Regions from separate parts of the Pan troglodytes genome. Here region 1 is linked to region 2. Evidence: chromatin contacts called from public Hi-C data. All regions are on one chromosome and are shown on one strand. Each heading gives the region's core, a stretch centred on a gene start, on an enhancer-like site or on the middle of the called end of the contact. The rest is flanking DNA. Distances are from core to core; before and after follow the strand shown.

Region 1 (5,105 bases), core at 1,212-3,711, 35 kb after region 2:
GCGGAGGCTGCAGTGAGTGGAGATTGCGCCACTGCACTCCAGCCTGGGTGACAGAGTGAGACTCCGTCTCAAAAAAAAAACTTGTTGAATGAATGAAACTTGCAAATGTGGACAGCTCCCATCACCCAAGCTGGCATGTAAGTGTCTGTGACTACGTCCCAGCCCTGCCTCTCTGTTCCCCTGTCCCCTCTGCAATCAAGGAATTTGTTGCTTTCAGGTCACTCGAAAGGAACAAGGAGGGGAGTCCTGGCCGCTGCTCCCCATGCCCACGGTCCGGTCCAGTCCCGCCGGCCCCACTCCTCACTCAGCTACCTCCCGCTGGCCCAGAGTTAGTTGGAAGCCAGGAGGCTATGACCCAGAGAAGAGAAAAGAGAGGTTAAGGGGCAACACTGCCCCGTCGCAGGGTTAATTCTGAGGAAGAAAACAGGTGTATGTTAGTGGAGGAGGAGGCAGCCTGGGAGAGGGGCTGAGTGGGTGCCAGGTGGAAGGTGTGAGGGCCTGGCCTACGGGCAGGGTGTGTGACCTGTCTGGGGGCGTCCCCAGCCTGGTGAGTTGGCATCAGAAGGAAGGGGGGACGCAGGAAGATCCCTGGGTTCAAAATGGCTCTTTGTTCCTTGGGCACGGTGGCTGGACAGGAGGTGGGAGAGGACATCCGTTAGAAGTAGGACAATTTGGTCGGGCGCGGGGGCTCACGCCTATAATCCCACCACTTTGGGAGGCCAAGGCAGGTGGATCACCTGAGGTCAGGAGTTTGAGACCAGCCTGACTAACATGGTGAAACCCCGTCTCTACTAAAAATACAAAAAAAATCAGCTGGGCGTGGTGGCAGGTGCCTGTAATGCCAGCTACTTGGGAGGCTGAGGCAGGAGAATCACTTAAACCTGGGAGGTGGAGGTTGCAGTGAGCCGAGATTGCACCATTGCACTCTAGCCTGGGTGACAAGAGCAAAGCTCAGTCTTAAAAAAAAAAAAAAAAAAAAAAGAAGCAGTAGCACAATCTGGCTTCTCCTTCAAGGCGGTCTGGCTTTGAGCTCTGGGGTAATGTCCACCCCGTGCTGCTTGGTTACCTGGATCACCAAGGACTAGGAGGGACTAGTTTGATAATCATACCCTGTTAGAACTGAAAAGATGCTCACGAAAACCTGGTTATTGTACAGATGTGGCAACCGAGGCCCAGAGAGGCACACCGATCTCCCAAGGCTGCCCAGCAAGGCAGTGGTAGAGTTGGGCTCAGAACTTTTTGCCTGTGTTCCCCCCAACCCCCTGCCAGGGTAATCTAGGGCTTCAGGGTGATTTCCACAAAGGCAGACCATAATGTCACCCGGAGACCCAGGCCCAGACACTTCCAGTCCTAGCAGAGAAACTGATCATGGCTTCACCAGCCACGCCCTGGGCACAGCCCCACAGCTGTGTAGGGCAAGGGGGTGTGGCTGGCTCCTCTGACAGCTGCCCCAGAGACCAGACTGCTGTGCCCCCTCCTCCAAATCCCCCAGGTTAGTGAGAAAGAGAGAGGCAGACAGACGGACAGCTGACCAGGGCCAGACCAGCTCACTTGGGCATCTCCCAGGCAGCCTGTGCAGAGGGGTCCGCCTGGCCCCCAGGCTGACCACAGGCCACTCAGCAGGCTGGACCTTGAGATGAAGGAGAAAAGGAGACATCATTGTCCGGAGACGGATGCAGGGAGGGCGGGAGGGGCTCCGGAGGGATAGCGGGACTCTTGCAGAGCTGAATTCCATGCCGGCTGCGGCCCACCCAGACCCAAGTACAGAGCCCCCTCCCCTTCATGGGCCCTCAGGCCCCCACCGTGGCCCTTCCTTCTGCGTGGCCTCCTGCACCTGTCTCTCTGAAAGACCCCAGCACCTCCAGTTCTAGCCCCCTCCTCCCCTGGCCCCCTACCCTGGCAGAACCCACTCATTGTCCCTTAGCCCCCCCCCATCCCCGTGCCAGGTTCAGTGGATCCTCAGAGAAGGTCCCCGGGCCGAGGTCTCTGTCCCTGATCCGGGTCAGCGGCCCCAGCCCTGCGCCACCGGCCCCCCCAAGACCCTCCATACCTGGTGATGCGCCGCGGCTCCATGAAGCTTGGCGAGTCCCGGCGCCGCTTGCGGATGGGCGAGTAGCTGCGGGAGCGGCGCCGGGCGCGGGCGGCCTCGGCCTCAGAGTGCCTTGCGCGGCCCTCGCCGTCCTTGTCCCTGCGGGGCCGGCGCGAGGTAAGTGAGCGACGCGGCCCGGCCGCTCCACCCCGCCGCCCGCCCCGTCGGCCCGGTCCGGGCAGGCACTCACCGGCTGAGGGGCTTCTTGGGCGACGGCGAGCGGCTGGGGCTGCGGGGCCGCTTCTCCGCGGAGCGCGAGCGAGATTTGGAGGGCGAGCGGCTGGAGCTCCAGGAGCGGGGGTGCGGGCCGGGACTGCGCGACGAGCTCTTCCCTTCTGGGCCGCCGCGCCGGCCGTGCGCGCCCGGGGACGGAGAGGTGCTGGCGGGCCGCGCGCGCGGGGGCCGCTCCTTGGCCCTGGAGGAGGGAGACGGCGCGGGATAGGGCTCAGCGACCCGGAAAGGGGGCTGGGGGCGGGGAGGGTTCCCTGGGGCGGGGCTTAGGGCGGAGGGGCGGGGTCCTTGTAGTTTGTGGTCAGTTCGCGCGGAGTGCGCAGTGAACGCGGAGCCTAGTGAGGGGCAGGGGTCAGTTCAGGGGGAGCCCCGTGAGGGGGCGTGTTGGGGGAGATCAGTGGAGGAGATTGTTCTGCGGGATGGGGGGAGAGTGATCAGTAAGCGGGGAGCCTCATGGGAGGAGAGGGGGTTCCCTGGGGGCAGTGATCAGTAAGGGGAGACGGATCAGTTGTGGGGAGGGGTCAGGATAACCGGGGGTAGCTCAGGGTGGGGAGGGAGCTCCCTGGGGGGTTGGCATCAGTGGAGGGAGAACTCCGTCGGGGGGCTGGGATCAGTGTGGGGAGGGAAACTCCCTGGAGTTTGGAGGTCAGTGGAGGGAGGGTAACTCCCTAGAGAGAGTTAGGGTCGTCGAGGGAGGGAGCCCTGTGAGAGGGGAGTTGAGATCAGTGTGCGGAGGAAATCCATGGGAGGATCCATGGGGTCCATAGGGGTTTGGGGTCCGTGGAGAGGGAGGAGAGCTCCGTGGGGGGTTGAGATCCGTGGGGGGTAGTTCAGTGAGGAGGGGTTGGGATCCGTGGGGCATACATCAGTGGGGAGGGTGGGATCCGTGGGGGGTAGCTCATGGGGGGGTGGAATCCGTGGAGGTAGCTCGGTGGGAGGGGGTTGGGATCCCTGGGGGGTAGCTCAGCGCGGGGAGGGATCCCGTGGGCAGGGATCCGCTAGTGGAGGGGAGCCCTGTGCGGGGTGGGGGCGGGAGTCCAGCTCCGGGTCCAGCACGCTCACCGTTTCCCGTGTCCGCCGTGGCCTCGCTCAGAGCCGGGCTCGGGCCCGGGGCCGGGGGCGCCGCCGCCGCTGCCGGAGTCGCTGCTGGAGCGGGCCCTGCTGAGCGAGCGCGACGAGCCCCGGGGGGGCGCGGGCCGGGGGCGCCGGCGACCCCTGCGGCGGGGCGCGGACGCCGAGGACCGCGAGCGCCGCCGCCTACGCCGCCGCCGCCGCCGCCTGCCCGCCCCGCCCGCCGCGCGGCCTCCGCGACCTTGGGACGACGGCGCCGAGCGCGGGCTCGGGCTCTCCTTCCCCCGCGCGGGCGGCGTGGGTGCGGCGGCCGCCGCCTTATCACGGACCCTGGGCGAGGGCGAGCTGGGCTTCTGACGGGGAGAGAGGCAGACAGGGCACGGAGGGGGGAGAGGGAGACGAGAGAGACAGAGACAGAGAAGAGAGGAGACAGACGGGAGAGAGAGAGAGAAAGAGGGAGAGACAGAGACAGAAAGAGAGGAGAGAGAGAAGAGAGGAGACAGACGGGAGAGAGAGAGAGAAAGAGACAGAGACAGAGAGAAAGAGGAAAGAGGGAGAGACAGAGACAGAAAGAGAGGAGAGAGAGAGAGACAGAGAGACAGAAAGAGAGCGAGAGACAGAGAAAAAGAGACGGAGAGAGAGAATGAAGAGAGACAGGAGAGAGGAAGAGAAGAGAGACAGAGAAGAAAGAAAGAGGGAGAGAGGGAGGAGGCAGAGAAGAGGAAGAGAGAAAAAGAGCAGGAGAGAGACAGAGTGAGAGGGAGAGAGATGAGAAAGAGAGAGGGCGAAAGAGCGAGGGTGAGAGAGGAGAGAGCAAGGGAGGAGAGAGGGAGGAGAAGGAAAAAAGGGGGGAAGAGAGAAGGGGACAGAGACAGTGAGAAGAAGAGACAGAGGAGAGACGGGGGTGGGGGAAGAGAAGAGAGAGAGAGGAAGAGAGAAAGAGCGAAGAGAGAGAAGGATGGAAGCCAGGGAGAAGTTCGAGAAACAGAAAAAATCCAGACAGGTAGGGGACAAGAGTGGGGGCAGAGAGAGGACAGAGCAAGAGGAGCGAGAAGTTGGGGTGAGAGAGCGGGCGGGTGGGGTGGGGGGAGAGAAGGAGAGAGGGCTTTCACCGGGCCCGAGCCGGGGGCTGCCAGTCCCGGAGCATCGCACACACGGTTCCCCGCGCCTGCCCTGCCTCTGCCTCTCCTGGGTGTCCACCTTCTGGCCTCAACAGTGCAGCTCATGCAGGGTTCTTGGCATGCAAAACACAAGAGGGACGGAGGGGTGGGGGGCGGGGGCCAAAGGGGGAGGGGCTCCAGGACAGGCATCGGGGCTGGCATTGCCCCCCGATGGGACGGACGATTCCCGGCAGAGAGAAGAGAGAGCGGCACCGGGAGCGGGGCCAGGGCCAGCCCACCAGGCCGGACCCCCAGCGCTTGGGGGTGGGCGAGGGGATGGAGGGGGTGGGGGCGTCACACGGCACACAGATGGGGGAGGGGGCGAGGGGGACAACTGAACTCAAAACTGAACCGAAGGGAGGAAAAACAGAAATAAAAAAACAAAATCCACAAATGTCATTAGATACCAAAAATCAAAAACAATATCTGATCCTGGGGAACCTGACATTTTTCTGTTAATATTTTTCTTTGTTTTCCGGCCCTGCAGAGAGCTTTGGAGCTGTCAGTAGCACCCGACTGTCTTTCTGTTTCTCTCTTTTCTTTTTCTTTTTCTT
Region 2 (5,087 bases), core at 839-3,338:
CCTGGATGGGAAAAGTACAGTATTAGGTGGTTTAATAAGCACTGGCTGTGACTCACATCCTCACTTGGCCCACTGGGTCCTGGTGGTCTGCAGCTGTTCTGCCCCTATGCCTGGGGGAGGTGGGGAGACAGCACAGCCCACCTTATTCACTAGAGTTAACTCAGGAACCAGAAGCATGCCTGAGACACTTCTTTCATACTGGATCTACGCTAGGGGAATCACAATCTTGATGTTAAATTAGTTCTTCCCACTGTGGTCGGCAAATTACCCTACCACTCATTGGCTTGTAGGAGCTGAGAAGATAAATGAAAGCTTTTTTTTTTTTTTTTTTTGAGACGGAGTCTCGCACTATTGCCCGGGGTTGGAGTGCAATGGCGTGATACCAGCTCACTGCAACCTCTGCCTCCCGGGTTCACGTTGATTCTCCTGCCTCAGCCTCCCGGGTTCACGTTGATTCTCCTGCCTCAGCCTCCTGAGTAGCTGGGATTACAGGCATCCACCACCATGCCTGGCTAATTTTTTTGTATTTTTAGTAGAAACAGGGTTTCACTATGTTGGCCAGGCTGGTCTTGAACTCCTGACCTCGTGATCCGCCCGCCTTGGCCTCCCAAAGTGCTGGGATTACCAGGCATAAGCCACCGTGCCTGGCCACAAGAAAGCCTCTTTTTACTCACTTAACCTGAAGCCAGATTTTAGAGATGAGGTTTCATTGGTTGTCAGTTTTTTTGTTTTGTTTTGAGACAGGATCTCGCTCTGTTGACCAGGCTGGAGTGCAGTGGTGCAGTCATAGCTCACTGCAGCCTCCACCTCCTGGACTCAAAGCAATCCTGATTCAGCGTCCCAAGTAGCTGGGCTATCTGGCCTGGCTAATTTTTAAATTCTTTTTGTAGAGACTGGGTTTTACTATACTATGTTGCCCAGGCTGGTCTTGAACGCCTGGGCTTAAGCGATCCTCCTGCCTCGGTCTCCCAAAGTGTTGGGATTACAGGTGTGAGCCACCATGCCCAGCTGGGTTATGTTCTTTAAAGCCAGATAGCAAACTCACTTTTTATTCCATTAGGTTTATCAAAGCAGACTGCCTTCCAAGAGACGATATTTTTTAGTGTTAAGTTGACAAGGGGTTTTGCCTGCTAAGTTTGCCGAGTAAATCCTCGGACAAGGATTGTGGGTAGTGGGCAGACCAAGAGTGAGAAATATTCTCTTGCCCTAAATCAGGAGACTACATTAGAAACAGACAAGATAGACTCAGGAAATAAAGGCTAAAAGGTATAAAGGACAAAGCAGCTTGTAGCTGACTGCAAGCATTGTGGGGTGAGTCTTTTTTTCATGTAATCTCCCTAAATACCGTCCAAATCTCCAAGGTCAAACAGATGCCACCTCCCGCTGCTGGGGCGGGGCCACATTGAGTAATAATCATTGCTCCCCGTGGTATGTTAGCACTTCGATTTCTTTCGCCTAGTGGCGACAGAGCCAAAATGAAACTGAGTAAGTACAAAACAGCAAAATAGCATTGGCCGCATCCCTCAGGGCCTCACGCACGCACTAGCCACAGCTGGTCTGGCCGCCCTGCCCCATTCCTTGAGCTACAAAATGCTGCAGTGATGCTGGTTTGCAAAGCCCCAGAGCTAGATGGGGGGATTCAGCATCCCTCCTGGCCCAGGTCTGGGCCCCCTCCCTACCCCAACCTGGGGGCTCTTGCAGTAGGTCCCCTGCCGACCCCTCCCGGCTCTGAAGCTGGCTTTCCCGGGGATCGCCTCTTCCAGACCCCGGACTCCAACAGCGTCCTCGAGCCCAGCCACCCCCGCCTCCAACCCACCTGGGAGCTCCATCCTCGGCCCTATCTCTGAGCACCTCCACTCCCTAAACGCCCAGACCCCCGGCCAAGGAAGCCTTTTGCTGCCTGCCGTCTCCCCGAGGGGCCTCCTTTGCAATGGCGAGCCGTTCGTCCCTGGCCCCGGCGTGCACTGGCGCGCCTCTGTCCCCCGGGTTCCTCGACGTAAGACAGGTTTCTGGGACGGTGCAGAGGCCAGGGCGCCTGGACTACGCGGAAGCCCGGATGTGGGCCGGGCGGGACTGCGGCTGCGTATGTAGCCCCGCCCCGGGGGGCGGCCGCCTTCCCCTCGGGCATGGCAAGAGCCAATCACAGGCCAGCGTGTCCCCGCTCCGCCAATGGTCGGCCTGTTGCTAGGGCCTGGGTCCCTGCCCCGAAATTGGCCCGCTTAGCGGCCCCAGGGCTTCATTTGTTGCAGATCCCGCCCTCCAGCCACTGGGGAGCTTTATCTCCCAACTTCACCCGCTTCTCTCTCCTCCGTCTTCCGCCTCCACCTTTGTTACGTGCTTGGGAGGACGGAGCCTTGGGCTCGTGGTGGGCCCTTGGTCCCACGCCTGCCCTTCAGTTTCTCCATCTGAATAATGACGTGATCTCGTGTCCCGGCCCGTACTGGTTGGCTATCCTTTCTTACCTACACATCTCTGCTTCTGAAAACAGCCCTGGGAGGTCTGCGTTGTTCCCAGATTGCAGAAGAGGAAACTCCTGGCCCCCGATGCACACAACAGCTGGGCGGTTTCTGGTGGCGACCTGGGTCTGACGGGTTCCATCACTTTACACGCGGGAGCCATGGTGCAACAGTGAGGGAGGGGGCAGATCTGGTGTCCTGGCGACACTGAGGCCAGGTCCTGCCTCTCTTTGGTATCCCAGGCCCTCCACAGCTAGGTCCCAACCTGCCTGTCCAACCTCCGCTGCCCTCATACCCCAGGTGTTACAGCCCCATCAGCCTCCTGTGCGCCCTTCAAGGTCCTCTGCTCCAATACCCTTCCCTCCCACGGTCCTGATGATGATAACTGAATCGAACAGTGGCGGCCAGCCAGGGCCAGGGCCCTCCCCCATCATCAGTCCTGAAAGATGTCAGAAATGGAATAAAGACACCCAGTCTCTCCGCTTCCCATCTCCTGACATAGAGTTGTATAATCCCAGGCCGAGAGGGAGATGAGTTGCCCAAGTCACTATCAAGGCTGGATTTAGGAATTAAAAATCAGCTCCAGTGAGGTTGCTGACTGTTTAGAAAGGTGGGATTTCTGTCGCTCAGCAATGTCTATTTTCTTTTTCTTTCTTTTTTAGAGACAAGGTGTCACTCTGTTGCCCAGGCTGTACTGGAGTGCAGTGGTGCAATCATAGCTCACTGGAGCCTCCAAATCCTGGGCTCCGAGTAGCTGAGACTATAGGTGTGCACCACCATACCCAGCTGATTTCTAAATTTTTTTTGTAGAAACAGGGTCTCACTGTGGTGCCCAGACTGGTCTCGAGTACCTGACCTCAAGCCTCAGCCTCCCAAAGTGTTGGGATTACAGGTGAAAACCACTGTGCCCGACCCAATGTTTCATTTTCTGAATAAAGGGCTGTTGGGGGACAAAAGCTTAAGAGCTCAGGATTTGGATTCTCATCCCACCATGTCCTAATTAGGTGACATAACCTCTCAAGGTATTTAGCCTTTTAGAGGATCAGTTTCTACATCTGTAAAATGAGAATAATACAACCTACCTCAAAAATGTCTAGCAGTGACTGAGTGCTTACTATCGGCTCTCAGCAGCCTTCTAAAGACTTCACAGTGGCTGGGTGCAGAGGCTCAAGCCTGTAATCCCAGCACTTTGGGAGGCTGAGGCAGGAGGATTGCTGGAGACCAGGAGTTCCAGACCAGCCTGGGCAACATAGCGAGATCCTATCTCTACCAAAATTACAAAATTAGCCAGGCATATTGACAAATGCTTGTAGTCCCGGCTACTTGGGAGGCTGAGGTAGGAGGGTAGCTGGAGTCCAAGAATTCGAGGCTGTAGTGAGCTGTAATGGTGCCATGGCACTCCAGCCTGGGCAACTGAGCAAGATCCTGTCTCAAAAAAAAAAAAAAAAAAAAAAGTCAGGCGTGGTGTCTCATGCCTGTAATCCCAGCACTTTGGGAGGCCGAGACGGGTGGATCACCTGAGATCGGGAGTTAGAGACCACCCTGACCAACATAAAGAAACCCCATCTCTACTAAAAATACAACATTAGCCGGGTGTGGTGGCAGGTACCTGTAGTCCCAGCTACTCGGGAGGCTGAGGCAGGAGAATCGCTTGAACCCAGGAGGCAGAGGTTGCGGTGAGCCGAGATAGTGCCACTGCACTCCAGCCTGGGCAACAAGAATGAAACTCAGTTAAAAAAAAAAAAGAATACTTCTTAGGTATTAATTCATATAGTTGCATCATTTGCAGATGAGGAAACTGAGACTTAGCAACATGCCCAAGGTCCCACAGCTAAAAAGTAAGTGGCCAAGTGGGATTGAACCCAGGCAGTGTGACATGAGTTCCTGCAACCATAACTGCGATCCCGTGCTGCCGCTCAGTGGAGTGGGGTTGCTATGAGGATTTAATAAGCTAACAAGTGATTGGCAGCTAGCAGGTGCCTCCTAAAATGTGCCAGTTCTGATTAGGATCAGAGTGGAAACAGTGGTCAACCCCCCTGCAGCAGAGGGTGTGACAGGGTGGGGCAGGAGCCCGGGCGCAGGCCTTGGCTGCCAGACCCTTCCAAGGCAGAGAGAGTGGGCTGGGTCTTCCAGGAGGGAAATTCAGGGAGGCTTGAAGGCCCTTGGAAACTGAAGCCCAGGGCAGAGAAGAACCGGGCTAAAGGCGTGCTGGGTGTGGGGCTGGGGAGAGGGGCAGTGGGGAGGTGTCAGAGTTTTTCAAGACTGGGCCTCTTTTTATTTTTGTTGAGACAGGGTCTCGCTTTGTCACCCAGGCTGGAGTGCAGTGGCACGATCTTAACTTGCTGCAACATCCACCTCCTGGGTTCAAGCAATTCTCCTGCCTCAGCCTCCCGAGTAGCTGGGATTACAAGTGTCCGTCACCACACCTGGCTAATTTTTGTATTTTTAGTGGAGACGGGGTTTCACCATGTTGGCCAGGCTGGTCTTGAACTTCTGACCTCAAGTTATCCACCTGCCTCAGCCTCCCAAAGTGCTGGGATTACAGGCATGAACCACCATGTCCGGCTTGTCTCTTTGTTTTATTTATTTATTTATTTAGTTAGTTAGTTAGTTAGTTATTTATAAGAAACA

The links. Hi-C and Micro-C count contacts between places; a contact is called where the count stands out from the background.
Region 1: a Hi-C map of stem cell-derived neural progenitor cells shows a contact between it and region 2, with 2.3 times the contacts expected there. The contact joins two enhancer-like sites. A contact is called at or near these places in 3 of 7 Hi-C or Micro-C datasets (blood, induced pluripotent stem cells and stem cell-derived neural progenitor cells).

Annotation. Positions count from the first base shown.
Region 1 is chr6:85,204,745-85,209,849 of NHGRI_mPanTro3-v2.0_pri, forward strand. It overlaps SRRM3 (serine/arginine repetitive matrix 3), which reads right to left. Exons shown (of 16, transcript XM_054655836.2): 12 at 3,383-3,744; 13 at 2,280-2,504; 14 at 2,051-2,188; 15 at 1,552-1,630. Among named protein-coding and RNA genes, the nearest start is that of HSPB1, 20 kb to the left of the region's middle. Within about 2 kb of position 2,462, at least 4 of the 24 cell types and tissues checked have an H3K27ac peak or open chromatin away from gene starts, as enhancers often do. A contact at or near this core is called in stem cell-derived neural progenitor cells, where this site is marked.
Region 2 is chr6:85,170,018-85,175,104 of NHGRI_mPanTro3-v2.0_pri, forward strand. No RefSeq gene overlaps it. Among named protein-coding and RNA genes, the nearest start is that of HSPB1, 15 kb to the right of the region's middle. Within about 2 kb of position 2,089, at least 24 of the 24 cell types and tissues checked have an H3K27ac peak or open chromatin away from gene starts, as enhancers often do. A contact at or near this core is called in stem cell-derived neural progenitor cells, where this site is marked.